Regions from separate parts of the Rattus norvegicus genome. Here region 2 is linked to region 1. A link is a contact called in public Hi-C data. All regions are on one chromosome and are shown on one strand. The core of a region is the stretch at or near the end of the contact, and the rest is flanking DNA. Distances in the headings are between cores, read along the strand shown.

Region 1 (3,081 bases), core at 301-2,800:
GTTGTGGTCTATAGGGAAGTACAGCTCACAACACTCCTGTATGAACCAGCAAGGACTGCCCCGTTCTACCCTGGTAGCATAGCTTAGATGTGCCACGTGTTACACAACTTGGGATGTGGCTCCATTGGTAGACTGCTTGCCTAATGTTCAGGAAGCCCTGGGTTCAACACCTCAGCACATTAACCAGGCATGGTGGTGGCACATGCCTGTAATCTCAGTAGGGGTAGGGGGATTAGGAATTGAGGGTGATCCTTGACTACACAGGGAAATTGAGGCCAGCCTGGGCTAGAGGTCTTGTCTCAAAAAAATACTGATAAATAAAGTCAAAAGACTTAAAGATCAAAATGAGAACAAAGTATTATGAGATATTATTTAGAAGTGGGGTGTGTGTGTGTGTGTGTGTGTGTGAGAGAGAGAGAGAGGGGGGGGGAGGGAGAGAGAGAGGGGGAAGAAGAAGGGAAGAGGAGGAGGAGGAGAGGAAGAGGAGGAGAAAAGGAAGAAGAGGAGGAGGGGGAGGAGGAAGAAGAAGAGGAGGAAGAAGAGGAGGAGGAGGAAGAAGAAGAGGAGGAGGAGGGGAGGAGGAAGAAGAAGAGGAGGAGGAAGAAGAAGAGGAGGAGGAGGAGGGGAGGAGGAAGAAGAGGAAGAAGAGGAGGAGGAGGAAGAAGAAGAGGAGGAGGGGGGGAGGAGGAGGAGGGGGGAGGAAAGGATCAGGGATGGGGTCAGAATGTCACCGCCAGGTCCACCTCCACCCAAGCAGAGCCCAGCTTACTGTCCACATCACTGGGCACCTGGCCAAACATGGCCAGGTAGGGCTCATAGATGACAGAGCGGAAGATCCACCTCCAGCGCTGTTCATTTTGCCTAAGGATCCCCTGTCTGGCTACGCCGAAGGCCACCATCCACACAGCAAAGAGAAACAAGAAGAAGAAAACGTCGATGAGCTGCCAGGAGGAGAAAGCAGAACCATTAGAACCACACCCACAGTGACTGGCTACTGACCCTTCCCAACCAGCCACAGAGACAGGCAGAGAAAGGTTCCAGAGGCAGAAAAGTTAAACCATCAAGTTGCCTGGCCACTTACTTATCGATCTTTCATTGATTGATTGACAGATTGCACTGCTGGGGTTAAAGCCAGGGCCTTGCATGAATCAGGCAAGCCCACTACCACTGAGCAACCTCCCCCAGTCCTAGCCACTAATGTAGAAATTGATTCCCGTCAGCTTTAGGTATGGAGATGTCTATTCCCCATAATGAAAACCAATTCCTGATCGTCAAGCAGCAGGCTTGTGAGTGAGGGCCCAGCTCAAAACACAGAGGGCCTCTGTTTGGAGGAACTCTCTCCAGCCACACCTGGTGATACTTGCCAGCTTTCAACCCTCAAATTATTTCTGCAGAATTACTTCTTAGGGAAACAAAAGCACCCCTTGGAAGACTCAAACAACTCCCCTGCCCTTTTTTTTTTCCTGCTGTGTTTTGCACACACAGCTTGACATCACCGTGACTGGATGCCTCAGATATGCTTTGAATTAAAACCACACACTCAGTCTCAGGGTTGGAGAGCGGTGTCCACATGAGCTCATCCAGTGGCCCATCTGATTTCCAGACAGAACCAGCTCTGGGGAGCAACATCCCCAGCCTGCGATTTCCTCCTGTCCTGTATGTAAAAGAAGCCTGCGGTCTCTCACATACAGGGTGTGGCATGCAGAATCCTGTCATCTTTCCGCATCTGACTCCCCATTTATTGCTAGAGAAGCATGTTCTCCTCCTTGAACTAGAACTACCCCATCCATTAAAAAACGGCAAGAACGCCCCTCCCTACATACATTCTGAGCAAACTGTTCAGACTCAAACCGAAGCTTGCTGAAAAGTGGGAACTCTCAGGAAGCCCCATCGACTTGCAGGGTGCGTGGACACTGCTGGTTCTTTAGAGCCCTCTTTCCTAAGCCCCGCCCCGGAAGTGGCCTGTGTGGCGGGCTCTTACCATCCGCTGCAGCATTATAATCTTGGGTCCCAGGTTCCTGCTCACGGTGAAAATGTGGATGAGCCTTAGAGTGAATATAATGTAATCCAGACAGAAAATGACTCGCCCGGAGTACAAAGAGCTTTTATTTGAAGAGTGAAGCCTGTGGGGAGAGAGGGAAGGAAAGCTTGTGGGACAGAGCACAGCATTTCCGAGCTTAATGTGTGTGACTGGGTGTGTACATTATTGTGTACACATACACGCGTGTCTGTGGAGGCTGGGAGCAGACATCAGGCGTCTAACTCCATTGCTTTCTGTCGCCACTGTTGAGTCGGGGTCCCGTACTGGACCCAGAGCTCCCTGCCTGTCTTGCCCCAGCCCTGGGTTTGGGAAATGGTGGATGCTGCTATCCCCTGCTTTTACCCGGGTTCTGTGACTGTGAACGGAGTCCTCATGCCAGCATGGCGATGGGCACTTTGCTGCCGGAGCCACCTCTCTACCTCACTTTTGGGCCTTTAATGATCTTTCTAGACTTAGCTGTCTTCTCACACGCTCTAGCTTTGAGGTTGGAGAGATATACTGGCACCTAGAAGAGTGACTACAGGACCAGCATGCTGGCCAACGTCACATGCACCTTCAACTAAGTGGGCCAAAACAAACTAACATTTGGAAGACACTAAACATCCCCAGTGATCTCACCTTGGGTTGCAATTATGCCCCCACAAAACCTGTCTGAAAAGTGAAAGGAGAAATCATAAAGAACCCAGAATGAGGAGAAACTTACGGTGGCCAAGTTGTGTCTCCACGGGGCAGAGGCAACAGGGTCTTATGATCACCTCTGAGAGGAGGAAAGTGACGGGCCAGGCCTAGCCATGGACTTAAGATGTCCCAGATTTTTTTCTCCATCTTTTGTGCCAAAGTGCCTGAAGTTGGGAAGGTGTCATGAGCCACTTACCGGAATACAATACCCGCTATGAAGTAGAAAAGTCCCAGTGTGTCCATAACGTTCCATAGGTCGGTGAAATAATTCACTCCGTTCATGTACCACTGTGGCAAGAAAGGACAGACAGAGCAATGGGCATCGTGGACACCAGGTCTTCCAGACTCGTGAGTGTCCACTC
Region 2 (3,081 bases), core at 325-2,824, 190 kb before region 1:
TAACATACCATACTTTCTTATCACGTGGAGAATATAGAAAATTTAGATACAAAGATTAAAAATGAACCTGTCCAGCCTCCAAGATGTGAATCCATTGCCATCTTCATGTGACTCCTTCCAAACCGTGAGGCAGCATTAGATTTTTACTTTGCTGGTCATATTTTGTTATCTTCTGTAGCTGGGCATGTGACAGGAAGGTTTGATGGCTTTGCCATGCATGTGCACCCCTACACACACACACACACACACACACACACCCGTCCAGTGGTCACTTCTCAGAGCTTACCGCCGAGAACCATGACATTACAAAGCTTACGCGTGAGGCTTAGTCACTGGGGTGAAGTCCTGGAAGACAGATCACGAGGTGGACGGACTTAAGTTCAAGTTCAGATAAATGCAGCTGCCTCCTGGATGGACAGGCAGTGAGGTTCCCATCATGAAAGTGTGTGAATGAGCCTTTTCTTCGGATGCCTTTTGAAGACCCACCAAAGGGTGGGGCCTTCCACTTTAATTTCTTGTTTAAAGCATGTGTGTGTGTGTGTGTGTGTGTGTGTGTGTGTGTGTACGCGCATGTACCCACTCATGTGCTCATGCCCATGCAAGTGCACTTGCCTAGCTGGAGGCCCAAGGTAGACATCGTGTGTCCCTCTATTTCCACTGTATTTTTGAGACGGCATCTCTCACTGAACTTGCTAACCATTTTGGATAAGCTGATTGGCCAGTTAGCCCCCAGCATCCTCCTTTCTTTATTCCTCCACCAGCTCTGGGGTTATTAGAATGGTACTGTCATACGAGGCTATTACATGGATGCTGAGCTCAGAGCCTCGTGCTTGCATAGCAAGTGCTTCACTCTTGTGCCGTGTCTACCGACGCTGGTGTAGACGCAACAGTGCTGATTTTATGTGCATCTGTTTCATTACCAGAGCAACTGAGCATCGTGCCCAGTTTTTCTGCTGACGTCTCTGAAGGGCCATTGGATATGCAGTTCCTTTCCTTACTCATAGAGATCGGAATACCAGAAATAAGACCAGAGAACCAGTGGGGTCAAATATCACTATAAAGATGAAGGTGGACAGCAGCCCACTTGAGAACCAGCTCAGTCATGAACAGCATTAGGATTCAACAGTGTGTTACCTCATCCCAGTCAAGGGCCTAGAAGGGTCTGACCTAGGAGAGGTCAGTTGGGGAGCAGGTGTTCTCCAGGAAGGGCTCTGTAGCAGAAGAGGCTCCTCTGTTGTGCCTATCAACTACCTGTGGTTTTCTCCTGTTGCTGCTAAATGTGCTTACAGCACATTTATCTCCTGTCAGGCTTGGCTTGCCAAACTGATTCAGAAGGGCTCTATTTGCCTTTTCTCAGCCAGGCTTGCAACATTTTTCAGAAACCGTTTCAAAGGAGTGAGTGGCAACAGTTGCTGGCATCTTTGACTCCATTGTGTTTAAGATCTCCGTGTGCCACCAGCTGAGCCCTGTGTGTTATGAAATCCTCATGGCTGCCCCTGTGGGAGGAAGGAGCCTTGTCTACACAGAGAAGATGGCCAGTTGCCAGGAACACAAGTGATGTAGGGTCAGGTGGTAAGCCTCGGGTCAGTACCTCAAAGGCCAGGTCACCCTGAAGTCAAGAGCTGTGACTCAGGGGCTCGCATTCCCGAGTCAAGCATTTGGGAAAGGAGAGCATTTATTTGGGTTTCTAACTGCTGTTCTGGGAAGCATGCTCCAAGTTGCTGATAATGGCTTCTGCAGCAGATTCCAAATTAGGGATGATGAAAACGCTCTGGGGAGGCCAGGACTCATCGGAATACTCTGCTTCGAGAGACATCAAAGGCCACCCGGATTCATCTGTCTGCCTAGAGGCACAGCTGTTCCCAGGAAGAGTCTCACACTTGATGCTGTTGGTGGCCCTTTCTCCTCCCCATTCTGTTTTATTTACACGGTTTTAAAAGTAGGCTGTATTGCTGAAATATTAAAAAAACAAAACAAACTGCAGCCATTGGACCAGCTCACCAGTTGAAGGCGTCTGCTGCTAAGACTAATGACTTGAGTTCGATCCCCAGTACCCACATGGTAGGAGGGAACTGACAGCCACAAGTCTTCCTCTGACTCCCACAAGTGTGTTCCCATACTTGCACAATTACATTCGTGTGCACATTCACATACACACAGACTCACACACACATACACACTCACACTCTCACACACATATTCATGTGCACACTCCCATACACACTCACACACATAAACACACTTACACATACACACAAGCATTCTCACACCACATGTACACTCACGTGCACACTCACATACACACACTCATACATACTCACACATATGTACACTCACATACCACAAGCACACTCACATACACACCCACACCCACACACACTGAATTCTTAAAAGAAAAAAAAACCAGTCATCTATTTTAAAAATAGTTAATAGCTACCATTCATTAATTTTCTAAACAATAGTTCTCACGTACTATTAACTGCTCTGGTCTGCTGTGGTGGCACAGACCAGCAATGCCTGTAGTCTCGGCATCTGAGAGTTTGCAGCATGAGGATCCAGGGTTTGAGAGCCTGGAGTGCATAATAAGACTGTCTAAAACAATCAGAAGAAGTCAAATAATGAGCAGCAGGAATAATGTTACTGAAACCATTACTCTGTAAATAACAGCACGTACTATCACCTGTGTATGTGGCAGGAGTGTCGCTCAGCTGCATGAACCCTTACAAAGTCCCGTGCTGTTCTTACTGCTGTTTTACAGGTAAAAAAAACAGGGGCAAAGACAACTTACTAAGTTGTTAAAAACACACCGCTTGCACACCCCTGATCAGAATCCCAGCTTTCATTAGAGCCAAAGCCTTTGTTCTCCATTGCTCTGCCCTGTTGGGAGAACTCATGCCCATAGTGATGCTCTGAGTGAACGGGTACTCACAGAAGATCCTGAGAGTCCCCCAGAGTCAGGGACCTTCACAGGTGCTCAACCCAAAGGAGGAGCTCAGATGGCAGTGATCCATGTGTGTCCCCAGCCTTTCCAGAGGAGAGTGGCTGTACTGTGTCTCTTCTTTTCCTTTGATCCTGTGAGCT

Evidence for each region. A called contact is a pair of places that touch in the nucleus more often than the background predicts.
Region 2: a Hi-C map of the A7r5 cell line shows a contact between it and region 1, with 4 times the contacts expected there. The contact joins two enhancer-like sites. A contact is called at or near these places in 3 of 12 Hi-C or Micro-C datasets (the A7r5 cell line, Schwann cells and mammary epithelial cells).

What each region holds. Positions count from the first base shown.
Region 1 is chr9:96,407,125-96,410,205 of GRCr8, reverse strand. It overlaps Trpm8 (transient receptor potential cation channel, subfamily M, member 8), which reads right to left. Exons shown (of 26, transcript NM_134371.3): 18 at 2,916-3,007; 19 at 1,982-2,123; 20 at 770-941. Among named protein-coding and RNA genes, the nearest start is that of Spp2, 46 kb to the left of the region's middle. Within about 2 kb of position 1,550, at least 3 of the 93 cell types and tissues checked have an H3K27ac peak or open chromatin away from gene starts, as enhancers often do. A contact at or near this core is called in the A7r5 cell line, where this site is marked.
Region 2 is chr9:96,599,659-96,602,739 of GRCr8, reverse strand. No RefSeq gene overlaps it. Among named protein-coding and RNA genes, the nearest start is that of Spp2, 150 kb to the right of the region's middle. Within about 2 kb of position 1,574, at least 7 of the 93 cell types and tissues checked have an H3K27ac peak or open chromatin away from gene starts, as enhancers often do. A contact at or near this core is called in the A7r5 cell line, where this site is marked.